Linked DNA regions of Mus musculus: regions 1, 2, 3 and 5 are each linked to region 4. The links are chromatin contacts, called in public HiChIP or PLAC-seq and promoter capture Hi-C maps. All regions are on one chromosome and are shown on one strand. Each heading gives the region's core, a stretch centred on a gene start, on an enhancer-like site or on the middle of the called end of the contact. The rest is flanking DNA. Distances are from core to core; before and after follow the strand shown.

The links. Promoter capture Hi-C pulls out the DNA fragments that hold promoters and counts their contacts. HiChIP or PLAC-seq counts read pairs in DNA pulled down with a chosen protein or histone mark.
Region 1: a contact with region 4 is called in a promoter capture Hi-C map of hippocampal neurons, with 5 times the contacts expected there. The contact joins the enhancer-like site here to the promoter of Tmem98 in region 4. A contact is called at or near these places in 4 of 39 promoter capture datasets (the 3T3-L1 cell line, the SN4741 cell line, hippocampal neurons and 1 more), 4 of 115 datasets of contacts at active chromatin or transcription factors (embryonic forebrain, embryonic stem cells, neural tube and 1 more) and 1 of 9 other capture datasets (embryonic stem cells).
Region 2: a contact with region 4 is called in an H3K4me3 HiChIP or PLAC-seq map of embryonic hindbrain, with 7 times the contacts expected there. The contact joins the enhancer-like site here to the promoter of Tmem98 in region 4. A contact is called at or near these places in 8 of 39 promoter capture datasets (the HPC-7 cell line, the SN4741 cell line, embryonic stem cells and 4 more), 1 of 484 Hi-C or Micro-C datasets (cardiomyocytes), 8 of 115 datasets of contacts at active chromatin or transcription factors (embryonic forebrain, embryonic hindbrain, embryonic limb bud and 4 more) and 1 of 9 other capture datasets (embryonic stem cells).
Region 3: an H3K4me3 HiChIP or PLAC-seq map of neural tube shows a contact between it and region 4, with 7 times the contacts expected there. The contact joins the enhancer-like site here to the promoter of Tmem98 in region 4. A contact is called at or near these places in 4 of 39 promoter capture datasets (the 3T3-L1 cell line, cranial neural crest and second pharyngeal arch cranial neural crest), 2 of 484 Hi-C or Micro-C datasets (cerebellum and nephron progenitors), 10 of 115 datasets of contacts at active chromatin or transcription factors (cardiomyocytes, embryonic basal ganglia, embryonic forebrain and 7 more) and 1 of 9 other capture datasets (embryonic stem cells).
Region 5: a contact with region 4 is called in a promoter capture Hi-C map of hippocampal neurons, with 6 times the contacts expected there. The contact joins the enhancer-like site here to the promoter of Tmem98 in region 4. A contact is called at or near these places in 1 of 39 promoter capture datasets (hippocampal neurons), 1 of 484 Hi-C or Micro-C datasets (cortical neurons), 8 of 115 datasets of contacts at active chromatin or transcription factors (cardiomyocytes, embryonic basal ganglia, embryonic forebrain and 5 more) and 1 of 9 other capture datasets (embryonic stem cells).

What each region holds. Positions count from the first base shown.
Region 1 is chr11:81,410,448-81,413,147 of GRCm38.p6, forward strand. It overlaps a transcript of Asic2 not described here. Among named protein-coding and RNA genes, the nearest start is that of Gm42084, 150 kb to the left of the region's middle. Within about 2 kb of position 1,349, at least 20 of the 459 cell types and tissues checked have an H3K27ac peak or open chromatin away from gene starts, as enhancers often do. A contact at or near this core is called in the SN4741 cell line, hippocampal neurons and pancreatic cancer cells, where this site is marked.
Region 2 is chr11:81,452,969-81,455,668 of GRCm38.p6, forward strand. It overlaps a transcript of Asic2 not described here. Among named protein-coding and RNA genes, the nearest start is that of 1700071K01Rik, 120 kb to the right of the region's middle. Within about 2 kb of position 1,318, at least 26 of the 459 cell types and tissues checked have an H3K27ac peak or open chromatin away from gene starts, as enhancers often do.
Region 3 is chr11:81,589,846-81,592,545 of GRCm38.p6, forward strand. It overlaps Gm11418 (predicted gene 11418), which reads left to right. Exons shown (of 4, transcript NR_167971.1): 2 at 1,827-1,950; 3 at 2,673-2,700. It also overlaps a transcript of Asic2 not described here. Among named protein-coding and RNA genes, the nearest start is that of Gm11418, 3.8 kb to the left of the region's middle. Within about 2 kb of position 1,281, at least 1 of the 459 cell types and tissues checked has an H3K27ac peak or open chromatin away from gene starts, as enhancers often do.
Region 4 is chr11:80,808,997-80,811,696 of GRCm38.p6, forward strand. It overlaps Tmem98 (transmembrane protein 98), which reads left to right and starts at 1,370. Exons shown (of 7, transcript NM_029537.2): 1 at 1,370-1,463. It overlaps Gm31228 (a long non-coding RNA gene), which reads right to left. Exons shown (of 6, transcript XR_001780272.2): 5 at 1-133.
Region 5 is chr11:81,511,278-81,513,977 of GRCm38.p6, forward strand. It overlaps a transcript of Asic2 not described here. Among named protein-coding and RNA genes, the nearest start is that of 1700071K01Rik, 61 kb to the right of the region's middle. Within about 2 kb of position 1,309, at least 16 of the 459 cell types and tissues checked have an H3K27ac peak or open chromatin away from gene starts, as enhancers often do. A contact at or near this core is called in cortical neurons and hippocampal neurons, where this site is marked.

The sequences.
Region 1 (2,700 bases), core at 99-2,598, 600 kb after region 4:
TCTCTCCTGATGACATTAACCTCATGTTTGCCATCACCCTGTATCTGTGAGGTTTTGAGGTTCCCCTCCCTTTATCTATCTATCTATCTATCTATCTATCTATCTATCTATCTATCTATCTATCTATCTATCTATCTATGGTTTTTAGAGACAGGATTTCTCTGTGTAGCCCTGGCTGTCCGGGAACTCACTCTGTAGACCAGGCTGTCCTCGAACTCAGAAATCCACCTGCCTCTGCCTCCCAAGTGCTATGCTATCACTGCCCACCTTGTTTTGAGTCCTTTATCTGTCCTGGGTGGCTATGTCATACCAGTCTCTCCTGTATATGTTCAGAAGCAGGAATCTCCACATTTCAACCCCCATTGCCAGTCTATTCTTGGCAGCAAGAATGATCTCCATCTAATCGTTTGACAGTATCCACTGCCCTACTAAAGGGGTTCCCATTGTTCTGAAGACAACACTTAAGAGACATTATCTGGTTTTGTCTGTTATAGAGTTCCTAGCATACAGCATGGCGCCTGCCTTCAGATAAGTATGGAAGAAATATTCCTGGGTAAATAAACAAATGAAGAATAGCAGTTTTGACAGAGTAAACAGTGTAAGCAGGGGCAAGGAAGCCTAAGACAACACCTGGAAGAATGAACTATTCAAGACAATTTCACCTCAGGATGCTGACTACAAATGATTTAAAGGCTCAAAATACCACGATTGAAAATCCTAGCACTAACTTACCTTCCCCCCGCCCACCCCCCAATCACCAAAGATTTTAGACCATTTGCTTCACCATGAAACTCCTAAGATGGATGGAGCTGACTGAGCAAGATAGAGAAAGCTTTCTTGGACCAGGGTTAGCTGTACTACAGACAGACAAATAGACATGTGTACAAGGAGAAGAGTCATCAATTTGCTAAAAATAACACTTCAACCAGTTTGTCACAGAGGCTCTTCGGGGAAAACTGATCGATGGCAGGCATGCCAGCCACATGATGTTGACGTCCACCAAGATCAGTGTGAGGTACGTCACCTTGGAGACCAAGTTAGTTCCCAGCCAACAGAGGAAGTGACTAAGGGGACTGTTACTCTGCAACCACATAAGGACCTGAAGCACTCATGAGCTGATTAAATAAACTTGCCAGGAAATTTCCAATAAGGAAAATTAGCATTGCTTTATTTGAATAAGAGAAAACAGGGTTTTGAGAAAAATCTATTGTGGCAATCTGTTCCAAAAATGTTCAAGGGAGGGGGGCTGACTTGCTAGGTAAAGTGCTTGCAGTGAGAGCAGGAGGACGTGACCTCCACCGCAGAACACAAGTAAAAAGTGGGACACACTAGCATACGCCTGCATCCCCGGCTCTGGGAGGTGGGTACAGGAGGCATCTTGGGATTTTCTCACTAGCTGGCATAGTCCAACTGATGAGCTTCAGGGTCAGCGGGAAAGAGTGTCTCAAAAGAACACAGATACATCTAAGATGGAGAAACGATTGGCAAAGACACATGACCTTGACCTCTCTGCTTGTGCTTTGCATGTCTTAAAATAAATTAGGTTTACTCTGAAACACACACACACATACAAGCACACACTTCTTAAAATGAATTAGGTTTATTCTGAAACACATACTTCTTAAAATGAATTATGTTTATTCTGAACATGATACACACACACACACACACACACACACGGAGTGTGTTCTGTGCAAAGAATGTCATGAGACTCTTCTAGAAAGAACCAGATAAGAGTTCTCCAGCAAGTCATTTATCCATGCTCTGGCAAATATGCTCAAGGTGAGGGGACAAGTGAACGTAATGAGGAGGTCAGAAGAAGGACTAAGTCGCATAGTAAGTCAGGCTGTTATTCTCATCTTAACATTGAGGAAGCTGAAGCTCATAAGCTAAACATCTGTCTAGCGTCGCAATGAATACACAGTAGAATCCCAATGACACACACCAGCCTTCCCAAAGACCTCAGTGTGTTCCTGCTATGGTGTTCTATATCAATGATGTGCACGCTTCTGAGAAGTCTACAATATCAGAGATCAGGTCTATAGGCTTCCTGGGTCATGTGACATTCAACACCGTGCTACTGACTAGTTGAACAGTCATGATTGTTGAGATGCTGGTCTTACCTATGAATGCTAAGAATTCTTGTATGTCTCCACCCATGACTACTGTCATTACAGTGCAGGTATTTGCACATATGTATCATAGTTGATAGACCAACTCTGTCTTTACCCTGAAGTCCTAAGTCTACACCCATCTCATTCACCCCTGTGTGCCTGGCTTTACCCACTTAAGTTTTAAAGATCAATTCAAGAGATGCTTTGGTCTGACCCAGAATCGCTAGCTCTAGAAGACACTTTCTAAGCTGTGTTTCTTTGTGTACAATGCATCATTTGTAAAATTCCCTCTCCCCAGTGACAAGACAAGGCCGCTTCTCATTTGCTGAGGGTCCTCAATAAGATGAAAAATTTTCTGGAAGGGTCAACAGCAGAAAGGAAAGAGTAAACAGAAACAGAAAGCAGAAGCCCAGGGACCCTCCCACTGTCCTCATCATCTGGTCTGCTACGGTTTGCAGAACCCCGTGCCTTTGCTTCTTGCACGGGCCAGTGCAGTTATTCAGGAAGACACAGGGGACTTGGGTTGAAATGCACACCACTGAGTCTGAGAAGAAATAAGGAAATCTGGAGAAAACATTCAAATGCA
Region 2 (2,700 bases), core at 68-2,567, 640 kb after region 4:
TTGCTGAGAGGTGGGTTTAGCCTATCTCAGAGCAGGTGTGAGGGTGACTTACTCTCAGCATTTCCCAGATTAACGGGTCACTGTGGTTCTTCAAGTCACAAGGTCTAGAGCTCACGGATCTTAGCACAAGCACCCCCCATCTCTGGATGACAGCCAGTAGGTGCAGAGTAGCTGTGCTGGCCACATAGTTGGGTGTGTGCAGCACAAGGAAGATCCTGGGCCCACGTGGCTGCAAATCAAGTACTTTTCCCAGAATCTCAAATAAGTCACAAGAAGAAGAAATAGGTATCCTGCCCCTGGGAAGCCTACCGCCCATGCAGAAAGCTTGACCATGCTATGGAGGTGTTTTCTTGATGGCTTCCTTTCTCTTCTACACTATACTTCCAGCAAAGACAGCCTAGAACCATCCTTTCCAGTGTCTGCTATTTTTTTGAGATGCCAAGATCTCTCTGCTTTCTGTTCTCATTTCCTTCTCTCCTAGTGGGGTCCTCCTAGCACACACTCAGCCCACACTCAGCACACACTCAGCACACACTCAGCACACACTCACACACTGAGCACACACTCAGCTTCAGCATCCCTCTCTGGCACCTCTGCATCCCATTTTTTCCACTTTGATGCCATCTGATCTCTGCATGGGGACCTCAAAAATTCATAGCCAAGTCAAACCATAGCTCACTTCAGAGAGAGTTGTCCCAGAGGCACTCAGAATCTAAGACCCTCTGTGACCTTCACCTCCTGCCCAGAGACCTCTCTTTGTCTCACCTCTTCCCACTTATCATTGCTCACAACATGGTGTCTTCTGTGCCAGTGCCTTTGCAAGTGCTGGTTCCTCTGCCTGTTCGTGGAATTCCTTTGACATTCTGCCATCACCCTAGCAGTAAGGGCTAACCCTGGATTTGTGAAACATCTGATAAATGCTACTCACTTACTACTGCCTTATGTTTCTCCTCAATGCTTTCTTCCCAGAGCCCACTCTTAAATCCTTGAAGTGCTCAGAGAGGAAGGCCAGAGTCTTGGCTTTGCAGAGAAAGATACTCTCTCCAAAGACAGGACAGGCGGTATGAACACAGCATGTAGAAATCCCTACAGCTTTCTTCCTGCTTCTGTATTTCCACACTTCTAAATGCCCCCTCCCCCCGTGTGCCCTGTTGTTCTCTGCCCTCCCTGCAGCAATGAAGTTACACTTGCCCATCAGTCTCTCTGGCTGGTTGTCATGACAACAGGGACACCATATATCCACAGGGGGCCCAGTCAGTGTGCACCTGGAGCCTGAGAGGAGGCAGCATTAGCAGCGGGTGGCTGTGGAGATGTAGGGAGTGTTTATATGAGGTTTCCCATGAATCTAGGAGCAGAAGGGAGTTGTCAGCCACTCTCCACTCCTCCCTCCCCAGGGTGATGAGCCTGACCCTGCCTCCAGGACACATCTGATTGAGCAGAGCATGGAAGACCCCTGATCCTAACACAAAGGCAGAATCAGGTGCAGAGGAGCCTACACAGTAGACAGCCAATGGCAGCCTTGAGGAGAGGCACTCTCTGGAGGTCACCACAGGCACCACTTCCTCCCTGTGCCTGGAAATTGGCAAATCTGATCAGATGAGGGGACTCTAGGAGAAAGGGCAAAGAAAAGGGAAGAAAAGAAGTATAGAGAAATTAGAGCAGATGAGGGGCCAGGCATATGTCTAAACCCAGAGGAGGACCTTAGTTCTCTGTGGGATTGTGCCCAATAAGAAAAATATGGAATTGGATTCTAGATCCTCCCCCTGCCCTTTCCACATGGGTTCCCCATTAAAGTACAAAGCTAACTGCTGTAAAAGATGAACTCAGTCATTTAACCCAGCAGAAATTATTACCCCATATTACATAAGCTCCATATGGCATTATTAAAGATGGAAGAGAGGCTAGAAGACCGTTTGTTTAGTAATCTGGGATGCTAAAAGGTCCACTGGCAGTAGACAGACAGGAGCAAGAAGGAAGGAAGGCCATAGGGACATTATTTTGTAGCCAGATCTAAAAGCGGCTTAAATCTCTCAGCTAGAAGAATGTGGTCACAAGACCCTACCTGGTTACAGGAGTTTCTAGGAAATGTAGCGCTGTGGCCAGGCCAGGCGGAGGAAGCCTGTTGGATCACTAGCTTCCAGTTTTCTGGAGGGAAGCCAGGCTCTGCAGGCTGAAGGCAGTGTCTGAGGAAGTGGCCAAAGACAGAAATGCCCATAGCCACAGAGGGAACCTAGTGGTTAATCAGGCAGAGCAAGATGGCCTGATTTCAAAACCTCTACTTGTTCTTCTCGTGAAGAGTTTCTCTCATAGGAGCTTCTATAGAGAGGAGGTGCTAGGACTTGTCTCTACACAGCCTTAGACCCTATCTAGTGGTACTCTTTTGAGAGATGGTGATAGATAAGTAGAGACGGTGCCTAGCTAGTTGAAGGGAGTGAGTCACTGGGGGTGCACCTGGAAAGACATGCCATGCCCACCTCACCTCTTGTCTCCTCTTGTCTCCGCTTGCCTCTCCTTTCCTTTCCTCTCCTCCCCTCTCCTCCCCTTCCCTCCCCTTTCCTCCTCTCTGGTTCCCTCCTCTCCTTTTTTCTCTTGAATTTTCTTCGCTACTCTCCCCTCCCTCCCTCTCCTTCCCTCTTGCTCCTCCCTTCCACTTCTTTCTTGTCATCTTCCCTTCTTTCCTACCATCTTCTCTCCTTTCTT
Region 3 (2,700 bases), core at 31-2,530, 780 kb after region 4:
CCTTAGGCCTAGACACTGGGTTTCATCAGGATTAAATGAGTGAAATTTAATTGGGAAGTTATACGTTAGTGGTCAGAATTATTAGAAAAGGTGGGACTTACTCCTGGGCCTACTACAGAGGACCTCAGGGCAGGAAGGAGGCCCAGGGACATCTGGGCTGTGAGCATCTTCCAGGGCTCACACAATTTTTGTCAAAATAACTAAATAATATTCTATCTCCCCTGCTTGCCTGCCTGCTACTAATCGAAAAATCGCTCTGATTCCTAAATGCAAATTTATTTAAAAGAATCATGGAGTCTCCTGGGAGTTTTTTGTCATTGTGTATTCTCTCAAATCATGAACACCAGCGCGAACTCCACAGGCAAGCCTATAAGGAATTTTATACTCATAAACAGGCATCTAACTCCACAGTTGTTGAGAGTCATCAAGAGATGGAACTCTATCTTATTAATGAAGAAACTGCAGCTGGGAGAGATGGCTCAGAAACAGTGTGCTAAATTTCCTAAAGAATTTAGATTCAGATTTCTCGGCCTTGTAGATGAAGTGCAGACTCTCACAACTGTATGCGGGGACCTCCAGGACAAGCAACATGCCTTTAGGGTCTGCTAATAAACCAATCATCAAGTGAGCTGAAATGTTCATGAATGGTTTAATTTGGGGATTTGTGTGTTTATTGTTTGCTTGGAGAGAAGAACTCATTTAGCACAAGATGCCTTCAAATTCACTATGTAGCAGAGGGTGACCTTGAACTCCAACTCTTCTGTCAGCCTTCCCTGAGTGCTGGGATTACAAGCATACTTTGCCACACTGGGGTTGTGGGGTGCTGGAAATGAAACCCAGCACGTCATGGGTACTGTGGAAGCATGCACTAAAATATACTATAGCTGAAGCCCAATTTGTTTTAAAATGCTAGATGTCTAGGAACTTTCAGTGTAAGCTTTCTCCATTCTAACAAAGCCTCCTTCTTCAAGATAAAGTGTGCATCAGGATTCTGTAGGTCTGCCAACCCCTGTTCCTATTTGCCCAGTCATTAGCAAATATGTATGGGACATGAAGGAGTTTGGAAAATGCCACCCCCAAATGTGACACGGTAATGTGCTGGTGACTCTGAGCTGAGGAATCTGGGGAGCCTCCGGATGCAGGTGAAGGTTTTCTTAGAGCTCCTTCTATCTGGCCAGAGACAGATCCTTCTGGGGGAATTCACTTGTGATGAATCTGTTCCCTAAGACTCTTATCAACCAGAAACTGAAGGTTAACACTAGAGGGAGCCAGACCTGTTCCTCAGAGGGCAACTGGACAGCTGAAAACCTAATTTGCACAACAGGCAGCCTATACACAGTAGACATTTCCTCTCCACACCACTCATAACTTGGATTAATACTACCTTCCCCTAAGAAGCCTAGGCCCTCATTCCTTTCCACCTACAATAGTGATCTACCAGATACTGCACACGCCCTCGGGGCCTTTCTCCATATTTTGCAGGACTGACATATTTGCACACATCATTGAGAAGTTTTTTTTCCCCCTCATGTTAATTTGTACCATGCCAATTTAATGTCTTCTTATCCAATGAACCAAGATGAATGAGTGAAGTTCTGTTCACTTCCTGGCTGGCATCTTCTCAGGCATGATTTTGCTGGCAGTGTTTGCTCACTGTGGGCCTACAGGCAACTGAGGGAGACAATAAATAAAGAGAAAATTAGGATGTGGCAAGCGATGTGTTGTGACAGAGGTTGATATGGGGCACTGTGTGGGTTCATGTGTGCCCTGTCTGGGTGCTCCTAGATCTGCATTGCCTATTTGCCATCTAGTCCCTTCTTCTGCAGGCTTTGTGCCTGCTGGCTCACAGCCTGGCTCTGCTAGATTCCTGCTATTGTCCCTCAACTTGAAGATGCAACTCAAAGTCCATGTGTAACATGATCCCAACTCCAAAGATGGACCTGTCTCCAGGTACTGTGAATATATTCAATGTGACTGATAGCCCAGAGGCCTCTGCTGGACCTGACTGAGATAAAGACTTTGTGTCAAATCACTCTGCTTTGGGGCTCACCCTCTCCCTTGGGCTTCTGTTTTAAGGGTGGGCCCCTGTGACCCTGTTTAAAAGCAAAAGAAAGGCACAGTAGGAGGACAGCCCCCTCCCTCTCACAGGTAATGTGCTGTTGGGACATCTTTTCTCCCTCCCAGTTATTTATCTTTCTGACTTTTCCTTGGAGACCTTATCACAGAATGGAATTGGTTTCCCTCTGGGTGTGCTATGATTTAAACTCAGGACTGTGATGGGGGTCTTTCTGCAGAGCACGGGATGTCTAGCTATTGAGGCATGAGAGTCCAGGGTGGTAGAGGAGATGCGAGTCAGGGAGGGAAGGCATCCAGGCAGCTGGTCCCACTGAGCTGGGAAGATACAGGGAGAGCTTTGTGCAGGAGGATGTGGGGGGATCTACAAAGCAGCTTGGTGCCTCTGATCATAGATGCGTCAGGATTTCTGAAATGAATTCCCCACAATGGAATCCCCACTAGTGCAGTGCAAATCTGCATCCCAGAGCCCCAAGTCTTTGCAGTGTCCCCCACCTCCACCAATAATGTAATTACACAACACAAATTCAATTTCATTTGCCTAACTCTAGAAAAGTGCAAACAGGAAGACAACCTAATATTGGGTCCTGAATGTTCAGTTCTAGAGCATTCTACATGAGACATAGA
Region 4 (2,700 bases), core at 120-2,619:
GTGCGGTGCATACGAAGACTGGATGTTGACATTCAGTGTCCTCTTGCACTCGGTAGGTTTCTATTGCTGTGAATACCATTGCCAAAAGCAACTTGAGGAACAAAGGATTCATCTCACCTTACAGGCTTCAGTCCTGAAAGGAAGTCAGGGAAGGAACTCAGCAGGAACCTGGAGGCAGGAACTGAAGCACAGACCTCAGAGGAGTGTAGCTTACTGGCTTGCTCCTCATGGGATGCTCAACCTGCTTCCTTATACAACCTAGGACTGCTTGTCTGGAGGTGACATCCCTTGCATTGGGTAGAACACTTGTATCACATGCAAGAAGTCCTGCATCCAACCTCTAGCAGGGCAAAAAAGGAGCACAAACAAACACACCAAACTAAACAAAAAGACTGGGGTCTGGAGGAGACTATAGGCTCTGGTTTGCAGATACTGCATCGAGTTGATGGAGAAATCACCTGCATCCTTTGGTTCTTGTCATCTTAGGTCCTTGCAAGTGGGGTTGTTTTAGATCTGGACAGGCCACCCACGTTTTACTCGGCCTATGCAGGCTCTGCCTTTTCCTCAGGGCAGATCAGGATATAACTAACCATCCAAAGCCCACTCACTTCTCATTGTAAAACATGGTCTTTATAGACTTTGGGATCCTTACCCAGAATAGTCTGCTCCGTAAGCCTTTGCGGGGGGGGGGGGGGGGGGGGAGGGGGGGCCTGGAATCCTAAACTGCTGCTATCAGCTGGCATCTTTAGGCCCGAAAGCAGCCTATTGGTGACTGTCAACAGCCTGGACTGCGTCCTGACCCGTGAGGTATGTTCTCTCTGCAGTAGGATTTTTAGAACGCACGACTGCCTGCCAGGGTCCTGGCTAGGCAGTGTTTAGCAAGACTCTTTAAGTTAGGCTACTGGTTCACTTTTAGCCCTGGGCCAGGCTCTTGCCCCAAAATGTGTGCAGTGTGTCACTGACCCTGACACCAGTTTCCAGGGTCATTACAGAGGAGGGCGGCAAGGCACAGAGAAGTGAGGTCAAATCGCTCACAGCTATTGAGTCCTTACAATCAATCTGCACACAGCAGCTAGGGCAGCGACCCAGCACTGTGTAAACTGTGGGAGCTCCTACCCCCCACCCCAGGCTGTCCAGCTGGAGGGCAGTGGGTGTGGATGCATCCTGCCCTGGCTTCCGTGGGTGCACGTGGAGGGGTCCTCCGATCGTCAGTGACTGTCTCCCAGCTGCCCTGGCCTCCCGGGACGCCAATCCCCAGGCGGCCAGGGGCCTGGCGGGGACGGCGGCGCCTGGCAGCGGGGGATTTGGGTGCGCTGGCTGGGCCGCCCCGCCGGGGGTGGATCTGGGTCGTCGGCCCGCCCGCCCTCCCGGCATGCCCTGCTGCTGGCCGCTGCGGGCAGCACTCGGACTTGGCCTTGGGGGGGGATCGCGGGGAGCCGGCGTACCCCGGAGCTGCAATTGAGGTGGGTGAGCACGCGGGGCGGGTGGCGGGTGGCGGGTGGCGGGAAGGCTCTCTGTGGGCTGCTGGGACACTGCTTTGTTCTGCCCTGCGGAAACGGAGCAGCGCGCAAGTTGGGGACCAAAGTTGAGCGCGCGTACCAGCCTTCCCTGGGGGCGGCAGGCGGGCCAAAGAAGGGAGAGAGTTGGATCTTGATGGGTTTAAAATCAAATGGAGGGGAAAGCTAAGAGGGAGATGGAACGAGAAAGAGAGATGCAGGGAGAGAGGAAAAGTCACGGAGATACAGAGAACACACAAAGAAAGAAAAGCGCACAAAGGAACGCCCACACCGAGGGATCGCAGAAGGCGGCTGAGGGAAAGTTCAAGAAAGCAAAGACCTCAAAGAAAGTACTGAAAAAGAGAGAAGAGGAAAGCGGCACTCTCTTGCGGGATGGTGGTGGAGCTTGGAGAAATAGGGGCGTGGAAGGGAATATGTGGGGAGCCTGGAGAAGGGATACATTGGAGGAAAACATCTAGAGAGGAAGACATAAAAATAAGGAGGAAAGAAAACGGTTAACATTGCTAGACAGAGAAGGACAGCACAGAGTGTCTAGAGAAACTAAGGCAAACCTGTTCCCTCCCCTTCCTGCTTTCCCAACAGAGTATAAGATCAAAACAAAACAAAACAAAACAAAATAAAAACCAAAAAACTCTGTGAGAGAGCAGCGTTTGCAGACTGCTGAGGAGGCTTCCTTGGCAACTTAAGCCAGTAAAGTCCCCACCCTGTTTACCCGTTCCTCAAAATTCAGCTCAATTATCCCCAGGTTTGCGAAGGAGGCTTTTCTAGAAAGTGCCATGCAAATTGCAGTCTCTTTATTACCCAAGCCTGCACATAGCCCACCTACACAGCTGCATCCTTCTTCCCCACCAGTTCATTGTCATGGGGGAGGGGGATCTGTGTCTTCTGTCTCTAGTCTTCAGAATTCAGTGTTTGCTGTAAGCAGATGGTCAATCTGTGCTCCCCGAGTGACCATCAAGAGAGTTTGAATTCTGGGAGACATAAACATCACACATAGACTAAGTACTGTGGCGAGCCAGCCTGGGGTCCTACAGACTGCTGAGGCATAGCACTCCTTTCTGTAGGTAAAGAAACTAAACCCAGGGAGGGGAGGAAACTTTTTCAAAGGTATGCCTATGGGAGGTCTGCCCTGAAAGGATGCTGTGAAGACCACTTCTCTGAGAGGCTCTGGCCTGAGTTTAAC
Region 5 (2,700 bases), core at 59-2,558, 700 kb after region 4:
GACATATTTTTATAAAAATGAAGCAAACATCTTACTAAATGGGGATATGTAGCCATGTTCACAGATTGATGGATTAAGCATATCAGTTTTTCACTCTAATTGATTTCTTTGAGATTACTGCAATTCCTAGTAAAACCCAAGAAAGATTTTTATAGATAAGGATAAATTATTCTAAAATAGGCACAGCAACTAGTGCAGTTTAAACAGCTTCAAGATAGTGAATTAAGCGGTAGGAATCAGTCTGCGTGACTAGTTGGTGGACAGCAGGGTCGTAGGTGTAGCTACTGAAAAAGAGAGCAGGGATCCGGGAGATGGTGGTGTGTGTGCCTCCTGTGGGGATGCAATGTCTCCCCCTGCAGTGCTGTGATGTGTGCTTCCTGCAGGGATGTCTTGGTCACAGTACAACCTTGAAAGACATTACTAAGAGGGAATGAGACATACAGGATCTGTCTTTTTTTTTTTTAACAGCTGTATATAAATCTGAAAGTGTCTCAAAAATTTAAAAACCCTCTAGATCTAATAAAAATTTTATAGAACTTCGAGCATGTGTATGCACACACACACACACACACACACACACATACACAGAGTGGGTGACATTTGAGTAAAGTCTATAATCAAGTTAATTGTATTGGTTAAGTTAAGTGCATTGTGCTGATGTCAATTTCCTGCTCTTGATAATATAACACATTGTGTAAAATGATTCGAGAAGCTGAGTGATAAGTATATGGGACTACTCTGTTAATTTTTGCAACTTCTTGTGAGTCTATAATTATTTCAAAAAAATTTTAAAGTTTTTTTTTTTTTTTTGTACTGAGAACAGAAAGGAAAGCATTTATTATCAGGCAGAGTGTGAAATTCCCACCCCAAGAGTTCCCTAAAAGCAGGTCTTGTAACTTTTCAGCAGATGTATTCTCCATATAGACCTCTGGGGTGGGTAGAGTGGTATTGTAACCTCAGGGGTCTTCCAGCTCAGCTCGCATGGAAATTGTGGGTGGGAGGCATCTGTCTTTCCTTCCTCTAGAGCCCAAACTGGTATAAGATGGAACTAGGACTCCAGGAGCCACAGGCTACTGCAGAGGGGAAGATGAAAGTATAAACCATATGCTTCAGTTATAGTCACGTCCATATTTGGGGTCTGGTTCTGCTCCTTCTTGCAAAGGGCTGCTTCGTGTCAGGAATTAGAAAAATAAAAGGGGCATGGCAAAAGAGTGGGTCCGAAGATACAGCCTCCGTTCTCCTGCACAGACCGTTCTGGGAACGGTGGTATTGTGAGGCAGATGGGGACACATCATTCTGGCAGGGCGTGGCAGAATTCCCAGAACAGTGTGCACGCACACGTGTGCATATGTGTTGTGCATGCGCAGGACTCATTAACTCATCCCATAATAGAAGGGCCTCATCTGCTTGTCCATCTGGGAAATGAGGAAGCTGCCAACCAACGTTCCTGTTACCCTAGGTCCAACTGGCTTCCAGCAGGAACTGGAATATGGGGTAGTGGGTCTATCTAGTATTTAGGTCTTAAAACAACAGGATCAGAAAGTAAAAAATGTGGAGGAAGGCAGAGGATGCTCTCAGGGTCTGATGTGAGGCAAGAAAGAAGAAAGGGATGTGTGGTCCTGCTGGAGTCTTTCTGGGAGTGCTGGCTGGGCAATGTAAGCAGAGTCTAGTACTCTGGGGTCCACTTTAAACTCCTGTACAGTTTCATTAGCCATAGTGAACACACTGAGGAGCAGTCATGTCATGGTGGGGTGTCAAGCTCCTAGTAGCCCCTTGGGTAGCTCCTCTCCTTTCCTCTAGCTTACAGTGGAGTGAGCAGGTTCAGAAAGGCTCCTGTCTGGTATGAAATTGGGCATATGAGGTAGAGTAGATCCCAGAACAACCCAGATCCAGAGCTCATGTTGTCAACCACAGCTTGAAAGTTTCTTTCTGCTACTTCCTTTCTTGCTGACACATGTAGAGAGATCTGGGGCCAGTCATCTGTCAGCTCTGGGGCTAATTCAAGGTGTGATGCTGATGGCTGGTGAATCTTCTCCCTGCCCTCAGGGAGACTGCCCCCTTGGCAGCCAGGGGAAATGCCATCCATGGAGAAAGGACATATGACTTCATAAATTCTCCCATGCATGCCTCCAGTGATGCCGTGCAGTGACTAGGAAGAGTAAGACCACATGCTGGGAGCTAGAACATAGACTGATAAGGCTGAAGGCGGTCAGAAGCTGGTGTCTAAGAGGCTGGGAATGGAGCCTTGTGATAGGGCTCCGTGGTGACTGTCTTGGTGTATATGAAGACCCATGTTTCATACCTAGCCCTGCAAACACCGAAACTCTAAAAGTAAGAACTAAATCCCAACCCTGCCAGTTCCTAGTCAGATATCCTTGGCAAGGGTTTATCTTGGTGGCCTTTCTGGAGTGGAAAAAGGAAAATAATACCTTTGGTTCCAGGGGGCTCAGCAAGTATAGAATGAAGGTGTTAGACTGCAAAAGACTTCAGGCCTTAAGCTTTATTTAGTGAATGAGACCCTTGCTATTATTATTCCTGGAGAGGGGGAAGCCAGAGGATTGAATGAGATGAAAAGTTCTCTAGCCTCTTCCCCTGCTTTGAGTCAGGGGGGAAAAAAAAGGCTTTCTAAATCCTGTGTTCTGCTTCAGCACTACCTAAGCAGTGTGACCTCCTGCTTAGGTGACCTCCTGCTTAGGTGTT